3 separate regions of the Mus musculus genome follow, and all the other regions are linked to region 3. The links are chromatin contacts, called in public Hi-C and promoter capture Hi-C maps. All regions are on one chromosome and are shown on one strand. The core of a region is the stretch at or near the end of the contact, and the rest is flanking DNA. Distances in the headings are between cores, read along the strand shown.

Region 1 (3,447 bases), core at 133-2,632, 690 kb before region 3:
AAATGAACAAACAAAAACCAAACCAAACCAAAAACCTCTTAAAGGGTGGTGAAGAATTAGCTCAGTAGGTAATGTGCTTGCTAGATGAGCTGAAAGATCTGAGCTCAGTCCCCAGAACCCACATGAAAAAGCCAGGAAGAGGCAGATCCTGAAGCCCAGCAGGCCAACTCAGTCATACTGCCCCTCCCCCATCAGTCTCCCTCCCTCCCTCCCTCCCTCCCCCTCCTGTTTCTCTCTCTTTCACATTCAGTCTCCCTATACCTCCTCTCTTCCTTCTCTTCCTCCCCCTGCCCCTCCCTTTCCCTCTTTCTAGCTCTTGCATTCGATCTCCCTCTACCTTCTCTTCCTCTTCATCCACCTCTTTCCCTCCCTCTCCCCCATCTTTCCCCTCTCTTTCTAATTCTCTCTACCTCTACCTCCTCTCTTCCTCTTTCTCTCTCTCTCCCCATCTCCTCTTTTTGTTTAATCTTTTCCTTATTTATTTGTATATGTCTATGTTTGGAGATCCTCTAGAGCCGTTGGTACTCACATGATGCTCAGAGGACTTCTGGGACTCTGTTTTCTCCTGACACCAGGTCCTGGGGACTAAACTCAGGTTGGCAGGCTTGGCAGTCACCATCCTTACCCTCCAAGTCATTCCACCAGCCCGTCCCTGTTTTCCTGTATCTGATTTTTGGTGTACTTCCTGTGACTTTCTTTGCTCTCGTCTTCTAGTCCTCCTGCTGAGTTGAAGTCATGTTTTCAGATTCAAGGCTCACAAGTCTTCCTTCATGTTCTGTTTTTTATGGCAGCCTGATGTGCTTTATATCTACAGTGTAGGGAGCCTTTTATCTCATTACAGATAACAATCGCTCCCTTTGGTTTTTGTTTTCTTTTGTAAGGAGAAAAGCTATTGTGCTGTGGCCCTTTCTTTCCCCTTTCCACCCTTTCCTTTTATTATCTCCATCCTTTAAAACTCCTTTATGTCTGTGTTTATTTAAACTACATTTCATGCCCAAAGCTTTCCATAATCATTTGATGACCTTTGACACTGAAATCCAGACTGCAGCTATATGCTGCATTGGAATTTGTGAACTGCTACTCTGTACACTAGGAAAGACAGGGGGCTTGGCAGAGAGCTTTTGGAAGATACTAAATAGAAATGGTTGGCCTTCAGCTTTTAGCATGAAAATTAAACACACACCTCTGTAATTCTTTCCTTTCTTTCTTTTCTGTTTTTCTTCCTGAGACAGAGCCTCTTGTGTCAAAGGCTAGTCTCAGACTTCCTGTGTAGCTAAGGATAATCTAGAACTTCTAATTGTTATGGATTCACCACCCAGGGCTGTGATTTCAGCCATGCACTACCACACCCAGTTTATGTGATGCTGGGTATCCAACCCAAGGCTTTGCACACTGTAGCAAGCATTCTATCAACTGAGTAACATCCCTACACTGCTGTGCCCAGCATTTCTGGGCTTGAAGTTGTTCTGGGTGTGCAGCTAGCTCCATGATGTGAGCTTGCTGTCTCCTCAGGTGGCAAAGGAGGGACTGCTGGCTAGCTGTGAGGCATGGAGAATAGAGCTGGTTCTCCAAACTGTCAGCCTGCCCTCTGGGCTCAAACCCATCCTTTTCCTCCTCGTTGGGAGGGACCCAGCAATCAAGGTTTCCCTTGCTCAAATTAGTATCAATGGTCACCTCATCCTTAGGGCACTCCAGATCTCTCTCCTTCAAAGTCAGTGTGGGTCCATCCACTCACTCTTGATTCCAGGGAGCATACAGGCTCTCCTTTACTCTCCTTCTTTTAGGTATTAAGGGAGGAACAAAAATAAACACAGCCATTCAATGCACCGTTCAGATACGTGTCAGTTTATGACCTTGGAACTTGTTTTTAAATAAGATTCTTTCCAGCCAAAGACAGCAGTGTAGGACAGAGACAGACTCCTGCCACCCTGATAGGTGACCTTGGATAAGCTGCTCGATGCCCCCAGATATGGTATCTTTGTCAGTAGCATGGAGTCGTGGCAATGCCAACTTCACAGGATTGTGGTCACATGAAAAAAATGTCCATCACAGGACATGCCGCAGGGCCAGACAATGTTTTTGTTATTACAAGAATGTTAACAATGAGTCCTTTGTTGCTTGGGCATATGTCAAGTTTCTGGGTAGATGACTTAGAATCCTTGCAAAAAAGCTACCAGGGAGCCCTTCCATGTTGTATTTATTTATTTTTCTCCCACTACCTTAAAGTGAGGAAGGAACAAAGCGTATAGAAAACCCATTGACCAACTGGGACAAATGTCTGCTTCTAGTTCAACTTACCCTGGAGGTCCTGGGAATTATACAGATACATAGGGACGCTCATAAATAGACCATCAGAAAGAGGGACACGGCTGGCGAGTTAGAAAGGTTGACAGACTGCATCTTCCTGTATAAGTTTAGATAGGAAGTCATGCAGAAAACAGCTAACAAGTTACCGGGAGGAGCGTTTTGCGAGCACGTTGCACACGTGGCTAAAGTCAGAACGTAATCCTTGTCACCCTTGCTCTTGAAAGCAAAGCTCTTTGGAGCTTTCTAAACCTGGGCATTGTTAGGATGATTCTGCCAATCTTGCTGCATCCCATGCTGGGACAAAGCAGTACGCAAGCTAGCATAGACCTGCTTATATCATCCAAGTCACTGTGTTAGAGAAATCCTTCCTTCTACCATGTTGTGCCGACAGAGAGACGGCTCAGCGAGTAAAAGGATTACCTGCTAAGCCTGTTTGTGGCCTGAGTTCGATTCCTGGAGCCCGTATGACAAGGAAGGACAAAACTAATTTTCTATCGTTGTTCTGTGATTTCCATAAGCACTCTTTGGCATACATGACCACAAACACACACACACACACACACACACACACACACACACACACACACACACCCCACAAGCAAAAGAAGAAAAAAAAGATCTTAGGAAAGCTGAGTATGGTGTTTCATGCCTATAATTCCAGCACTAGAGAAGCTAAAGAAGGTATATTGTCATAAAGTTCAGCCAACCTGGGCTACAGAGTGAGACACAATTCTAAAAACAAAAATCAAAAACAGAACTTAAGAAAGAAACTTTCTCTTATAGTTATCTTGAAATTCCCACTCTCTCTTTTTCTCACATATATCCAGGTAATCCATTGGTTTTATATTTACTTATAAATAGTGGGGGTCTTTTTCCCCACAGTGCAAGGCATGGAACCTAAGGCAAGCACTGAGCCATATCCCAAAATCTAAAAATTAAATTTGAAAGGTGATCCAAAAATGACTTGAATTATTATAACAGGATAAGTTGAATGTGTATTATTTGAGGCAAGTTTACCTCAGCCAGAGCCATCATGAACGATGAAGTCTGGTTATTATTTATGTATTTATATGTTTATGTATTTATTTATGCATTTGTTTATTTATTAACAAATCATTCCTCCACTTTTTCTTGTCTCCA
Region 2 (3,644 bases), core at 631-3,130, 620 kb before region 3:
CATTTGAAAGATGCTGTGATGGTGTTGGTATGAGAACTGAGAACTGCTCACCTCCGTTCCATCTTGCTCTGTGAGCTCCCAGTGTCCTGGAGTCATCCTAAGCTCAGGGCAAGGTGAGGATGAGGAAGGCCAGGGACAGGCATGGAAGAAACAGAGTCAACGGGTAAGCTCTTTCTTCCGAAGAGGCAGCATGAAATGAAGGAACAACAGATAGTTGTTTCCAGTCTGTCCTTCTGGGTTTTGCTAGCATTTGTTAATCATTCCCAAGGATTGAGACCTTGAGTACATACTGGTGACACTGTTCAATATTTCTGGCATAGAGTTTCAATATTTCCTATACCTAGACTAGTTCATTATATAGTCCAGGCTAGCCCTGAATTTCTTGTCTAGCCCAGGCTCACCTTGAAATTATAGGCCTCCTGTCTTAGCTGAATTGCAGTCATATACTACCACATCCAGTTAGAACAGCACTGTTTTCTCTTAGCAGAACTGTATGGTGCTCCTGTGGTAGAAGGAAATAAAATGATGCACAGGTTCCCCACTTCCTGGGACTGGGGAGATGACATAATGGTAATGTGCTGTATAACAATGATGATCTGAGTTCAGAGCCCATGTAAAAGCCAAAGGTGGTGACGTTCCTCCATCATCCCAGCACTCCTATAGTGAGCTAGGAGGCAGAGACAGGAGAATTCCCAGGAGTTCACAGGCCTACTGCACCAGTGAATCTCAGAGACTGTCCCAACAGATGGGAGGCTACAGTAAACAGCTAAGGTAGTACTTTGACAAACATACAAACTCACTGTACATGTCTGCATACACACACACACACACACACACACACACACACGGGTGGGGGTGTTAAAAAATTCACAAGTTTCATATGTTGTAAAACTTAAACAAATTTGAACCCATAAGCCACACTGTAAAACACCTGAGACTCATTGAGGGTATAAGTAATAGAAATAAATGGAAGCGTGTATTTGAGTACGAGTGTGTGTGTGTGTGTGTGTGTGTGTGTGTGTGTGTGTACATGCACATGCGCAGTGAGATGAGACAAGGTCTCGATGTGTAGCCCTAGCTGGCCTGGAACTTGCTATGTGGACTAGGCTGTACTCAGACACAGAGCTGAGCTTGCAGAAGGTACATTTATGCACTGTCTACAGCCAAGAATGATCTGAGTCTTCTCCAACAAAAGTTCATCCAAGCCCGTCTCAAAGTATCCTAAATAAAGAAGGGCAACACGGCACAAACTTTGAGAACTTGGTAAGCCAATTGCTGCTTCCACATCACTCACCATGGTAAGCACTATGGTACCAGGACAGGGACAAGAATGCTTTCTGGGTCCTTCAGTATGCTTTGTGCAATGACCAGACTGGTAGCTTTGAGTGTTGGTAGCAGCATCTAGCACAAAGCCTGGCAAATAATGAGGCCTCAGCAACTACCACAATGGACAAAGGAAGAAAAAAGATCGTTACTGGTGGCTAAATAAGAAATAATACCAACTTTAGTATATCCTGTATATTTTTGTTTCTAGCCTCTGGAAGTGAACTCCATTTTTGGTTTTGGTTTTTTGGTTTTGTTTTGTGTGTGTGTGTTTGTGTGTGTGTGTGTGTGTGTGTGTGTGTGTGTTTTGTTTTTGTTTTTATTTTTGTTTTTGAACAAGCCTTGGGAACAAACTGTGGATATTAATTGCATAAGGGTACCTTTTGAAAAAAATATTGTTCCTTCTTAATTTTTCAGTCCAGTTAGACAAAGGCTAATTGCTAAGGGAATAAAAGCTGGAAAACTGCTTTGTTCAGCTTATTGTTTCAGGTTCCCCTTTGCAGTGTGGATGATGTGTTTATTTGACATAATAAATACCACCGGCCACTTTGTTCCAAGACCCAAAAGGCTGTGTGCTTGCTTGGGAGGAATTTCTCGGTTGTTTATACGTAAGGAAACACTACTCTGTTTTATTGGATGGGGCTGGGGCAGCTTCTTTCTTAAATAGGGAATGTAGAGCGGGGAGCTTTTTTCCATACACATCCAAGCTGAGAGGCCAGGAAGGATTCTTCCACGCTTGCTTCGGATGCCTGGCTGTTCTCAACTCCAGAGAGCAAGGGAGACAGAATTCATTGGAAATGTGTCTCCTTTGGTTAGGAGCACAGACCTTTACTTTATGTGTTGGCAGAGCCACTTAAGCCTGTGCTACATATTTTCTTAAAGTATTAGCTGGAACATTTGGCATGGAGAAAGTTGAAAACCAAACCAGATCACACTCTGTCAGCCAGAGCTAAGTGGCAGGATGCTGCCATTAACCTTTAATTAAGTAGCCTGGGGTGAGAAGGATTGAGGGTTTGGGTTATTTTACGGTTTACCTGGGGTTGGTTTCTTTCTTTCTTTCTTTTTTAATACATACCTTATTACATGAGAAAAGCAGCGGTGTGAAATACACACTTTGGGGTGAATTCCAGTGACTGCTGCAGAGTAACAATCCTCCCAAACTCTCTTTCCTTTTGATTTGCAGAAGGTACTCCTTAAATGGGCATAACTGGTGGCTGATTGGCTAATGAACTTCAGAGAAGGCTGAGTCAGAGCAAACAGTGGAAGCCAGCTACGTGTGTGTGTGTGTGTGTGTGTGTGTGTGTGTGTGTGTGTGTGTGTGTGTGAGTGAAGGGGGAGCAGTGGGCAAGGGGGCGGGGATGAAGGCAGTCTGCAAGCTTAGCAGAATGTTTGAACGAGACAAAGAGCAGTTCCAGCGACCAAATAAGGAAGTCGATGCTGAAATCTTTCAGAATAGAAGTGTGTCAGAGTGGAAGCAATCTGGGAGAGGGAAAGAAATGCGGCAGAATGGCAAAGGAATTTCTCTCTCTCTCTCTCTCTCTCTCTCTCTCTCTCTCTCACGCACACACACACACACACACACACACACACACACACACAAAGTCGACAGTGAACGCATCTCTAGCTATTAAACAGTGGTGAAACATAGAAACATACAGGCTGTGTCTAGCCTTTTCTGTGGTATTTTGTAGACAACTGCAGACATGCTTAGAAGCTCTTAGAAACTGCTGAAGTAATAAATAAACTGTATCTTGTAACACAGAGACACACAAAAACACACAAGATGAATACTGGGAAACTCCGTGGGCCCTCTCTTATCTGTAACTATTAAAACTTTGTAAATGAAAATAACTGAAGTTACTAAGAACCTTGAAAGACAATGTTTAACTATCTTAAACCTTGACTTTAAGCATCCTTTAAAAACAATGCAGACTACTTACCCTAATAGTCAAGTATCCATTATGTACTAGGAGTTCCTTACTGTGTATAGTTTAAATATGCAAGTTGTTACTGAAGTTGTTGAAGAGAACCTCCATTGTGTGTCTTCAAAATACCACCTTCCAGACTTCCCAAAGCAACATTATGAATGACAGTATGGATGAGGACTAATATTATTATTAGTAGTAGTAGTATTAGTATTTGTCTACACTATGGTTTAGACAGGACATGGCTTGAGAAGAAGAGTTTCAAATACTCCTAGGCATAATAAGAAATGCCATCTGATTTGCTTTGTGTTCTTGTCACTGGTTGGTGCCACAAACCCAACATTATGGAATTTCTTTCCTGATAACTAGAAACCTATTTAAATGGACACAGCTAAT
Region 3 (3,508 bases), core at 82-2,581:
TTTGTTCTCGGCCCCAGGCCACGGGCTCATAGACAACTCTTTTACATGAATCACAAGTTACAAAATCTCATTTTCCTTCAGGAGTACTTACAGAAAGGCTTACATCTAACCTGGAAACAGTTAAAATTATTTCTCTGAAGAGAGTAAAGATTGAGAACTACTAGTGTGGTTGGATGTATGCCAGAAATTAAGTATTTTACTTCTGTCAAGCTTGAAGTAGAACACAGCACTTCTGGTATGCCACAAACTGTGCCCACCACATGTTTTAAAATAAATTATTCTCACAAATCAGTGTATAAGTGTTACCAAAAAACCAACCAACCAAACAAACAAACGAAAACAAATGTATAAGTAGACAGTTTTCTTGTCTACTTAAAGGAGTAATCTTTCACAAAAGAACTAAAACAGTTCAGAAGGAATCTGTCATCTTTATAGAAAATAGATCGATTGGCTATGACTACTGCTTTTAATAAAAAATCTAGACGCTCCCCCTGCAAAAGAATCAGGCTACATGTCAGCAGTGAGAGCTCAAGTCACACTTAATATATGTAAGACAGTAAATATACTAGGACATTAGTATTCATTAGGCGATATATAAATATACATGAGACACTCAACCAAGACATGTCTTAATTCTGCCACCCAGTGGCGACTGCCATCCTGGTCCCACAGGTCTTGTCCAGTTACAAACACTGCACCTACCTGTTCACCAGGCTCTTGGGCAAGCTCTGGCCGAGGCCAGGAATTTATTTATGCACCTCCCTGCTGAGTCACAATACAGCTCCTTGAGCAAGGGGAACAGGCTTCCTATATATTGTGACACACGACAGGAACCCAGTATGTAAGACCACGTGGAACCCTCAGCTCTTTGGAAATGCATGGTGTCTAAATTTGGACTCATCAGGATTTTCTTTGGTATTTTTTTGTTAAAGCGCATAACCTGCGACGGCGCATAAGGCTGGATGATACCGTAGTACACTCTGTACACCATTACAGGCCCTGTAGCATTAGACGCGGCTCTGGAACCCCGGGGGTCATACGCTCGCTTCCGCCTGCTTCGGCTTCTCACCGCTGAGCGGAAGCCAGGCATTGCCACGATGCCGGGGACCGCACACTTCCGAAGCGCTTTCTCCGCCGGGGAGAACGTGAGCGACGTGAGAGCAGGTGGCACCTCGGCCGCCCAGCGTGGCCTTCGAGGCTCCCCTAGGAGGTCTTCTCCCGGCCACGCCCTGGTCACGCCCATCGCTCCATTCCGACCAATAGGCGCAGAGGTGCCTCCCAGTGCGGCCGTGGAAGTGCTTGGACGGTGGGACGCCGAGCGGCCGTTCACGTCAACGCGCTGACGTCACGCGCGTGCGACGCACCTGTCGGGCTCCGACTCCTGCAGCTTCTCTTCCAGTTCAGCGGGTCAGGGCTGGTCGCGGAATCGCTCGGCTGTCACCTCGCCAGCTCGTTGCCGGTGCGCTCGGGGCGGGCCGTCCGTCCGTCTGTCCGGAGGATGAGGCTGGAGTGGGCGGAGGCGTGAGAACCGCGTTACTTTCCTCCCGAGGTGGAGCGCGACTGCTCCTGTAGTCCTTGGAGAGCGCAGTGAGCCTCCAGTCGGGGCAGAGGCGGGTTGGTTTGAGGGCCCGCTGGAGCCGGAGGATTGAACTTCACCCTGAAACCAGCCTCCGCCGGTCCCACCTGGCCGCCTTTACGTAACCTCTCCTGAAAGGCCGGTAGCAGTAAAGTCCGCCGGGGTGGCCACCCGGCAGCGGTGTCCCGGTGAAGCTCCCGGGGCGGCTGGCGCGCGATCGCAAGCAGATGCGGGGTCCACAGGCAGCGCAGCCACCAGCCGCCCAGCTTGCTATGCCTCTGAGCTGCAAGGTGAGTCGCCAGCTGTCAGCTTCACGCCTTGACGGTGGACCGCGAGGCCGGGCTCTGGCCGAGGTGCCCACCTACCTGCTGTCCAGCCCATTAAAATCTCTCCTGTTCCCTCCCGGAACCTTCGAAGGACCTATACGTAGAATTAAAAACTAGGAACCAGCACAGAATTAGTCTTGAATTTACAGTTTGCTCAAGTTTAAAAACGTTTAGGTTTTTTTATTTTATCTTATTTGGTCTTTAGACTTATGCATATCAAATCATTTTTTGTGTGGATATTTGCGTTTTGGTAGTAAACTTGTTGAAACAGAAGTTACTTTAGAGAACTTTTCGTCCTGTGTGCTTTATTTAAAGTATGGCGTTTTAAAATTAGACCACAAGGAAGTTAATTGCATATTCATCGGGTGTGTTCTAATTCTAGGCCGAGATTTCGATTTCCTTTGAAAAGGATGACTCTTTAAGACAATTGGACCAAACCTTTTAATACCTCTCCGCGTGTGCGAGTATAAAATTTAAAAAGTTCAGTTCTGCAAACTTTTTTTGAGCCGTGTATTCAGTTCCTGCACGATCACTGTGGCTTATATATAACTGATACTTTGTAGATGTACTTTTTACCCATGAAAAATTTAGATTATTTTCCTTGGGTCAGTTTTACATACCTCTGTAAATTACAAAAAAAAAAAATGGTTTTTCAGTTCGGGAGTATATACAAGAAGTCCAATGCTTATGTGGATGTTGTTGAGCAGTTTTGAGAGGTGCTGTTTCTGCTGATGTGTTGTTTGTTGTTTTTTAAATATGGCTTTAAATTTAAGTGTATGACGTATGGGTATTTTCTCACATTGAATGTTTATATGGTGTTGACAGAATTTATCACAGATACTGTTCAACCCCTGCCCCTTCCTCTCCCTTTGCTACTTACTTCAAAGCCTCTCTTTGAGTGGCAGCTCAAATTATTTTAAGAGGTCAGTATAAATAACTAAGGTCATTGCTTGGAAATAGTGCCGTCTATGTACCTTATGAAAACTTTAAAGAATTATTCTGATTCTGAATATATGGAGTTCAGAAGAACAGATTTGTTAAAGTTCTGGGCTTTTTGGTAGAAAAATGGCAAATGTCCAGGTCATGTTGGTGATAGGCTTTCTGTTTCCTGTTGTGACAAGTTGGTAATAATTTTCAGACTTCTCAGGAAGCCAGATTTGATCTCTGTGGTGGGTCATATATCAAAGCAGCATCCTGTGGGGTTTGACCACTGATTCTGCTTTGTAGAATTTCTACTTGCTTTGTAGTCAAAATTGTTAGCAGACACTTCCAAAATATATGATATAATACATGTAAATAGAATACATTCTCTCTCAATTTATTTTTCATTAATTCCATAAAGTAAATACATTGACTTTTTTCCAATTAACAAGTGTGGAAACTTGAGAAAGAGTTGAACTATCATTCCTAAGGTCTCACAGCAATAAGTGTCAGACTGAGCTCAGCAGTGTCATCCCAGAACTTTTGCTTTCAATCCTCAATGGCTACAGGGTCTTGCAAGCACTACTAGGTGACATTCTACTGAAAAGTTGGAGTGAGAGTCATGGCGCCATAGTTCCATACATTTGTAATTTGTAAAAGGAGTGCCCAATTGCAGAAACTCTTC

The links. Promoter capture Hi-C pulls out the DNA fragments that hold promoters and counts their contacts. Hi-C and Micro-C count contacts between places; a contact is called where the count stands out from the background.
Region 1: a promoter capture Hi-C map of cranial neural crest shows a contact between it and region 3. The contact joins the enhancer-like site here to the promoter of Clcn3 in region 3. A contact is called at or near these places in 2 of 39 promoter capture datasets (the 3T3-L1 cell line and cranial neural crest).
Region 2: a contact with region 3 is called in a Hi-C map of muscle stem cells, with 4 times the contacts expected there. The contact joins the enhancer-like site here to the promoter of Clcn3 in region 3. A contact is called at or near these places in 1 of 39 promoter capture datasets (the HPC-7 cell line), 1 of 484 Hi-C or Micro-C datasets (muscle stem cells), 3 of 115 datasets of contacts at active chromatin or transcription factors (embryonic hindbrain, stem cell-derived neural progenitor cells and trophoblast stem cells) and 1 of 9 other capture datasets (adipose tissue).

What each region holds. Positions count from the first base shown.
Region 1 is chr8:61,669,201-61,672,647 of GRCm38.p6, reverse strand. All of the region lies in intron 10 of Palld (palladin, cytoskeletal associated protein), which reads left to right. All of the region lies in intron 2 of Gm51575 (a long non-coding RNA gene), which reads right to left. Among named protein-coding and RNA genes, the nearest start is that of Gm51576, 15 kb to the left of the region's middle. Within about 2 kb of position 1,382, at least 10 of the 459 cell types and tissues checked have an H3K27ac peak or open chromatin away from gene starts, as enhancers often do.
Region 2 is chr8:61,605,982-61,609,625 of GRCm38.p6, reverse strand. All of the region lies in intron 10 of Palld (palladin, cytoskeletal associated protein), which reads left to right. Among named protein-coding and RNA genes, the nearest start is that of Gm35254, 13 kb to the left of the region's middle. Within about 2 kb of position 1,880, at least 210 of the 459 cell types and tissues checked have an H3K27ac peak or open chromatin away from gene starts, as enhancers often do. A contact at or near this core is called in the HPC-7 cell line, adipose tissue, muscle stem cells and 1 more, where this site is marked.
Region 3 is chr8:60,981,134-60,984,641 of GRCm38.p6, reverse strand. Clcn3 (chloride channel, voltage-sensitive 3) reads left to right here and starts at 1,331. Exons shown (of 13, transcript NM_173873.1): 1 at 1,331-1,866.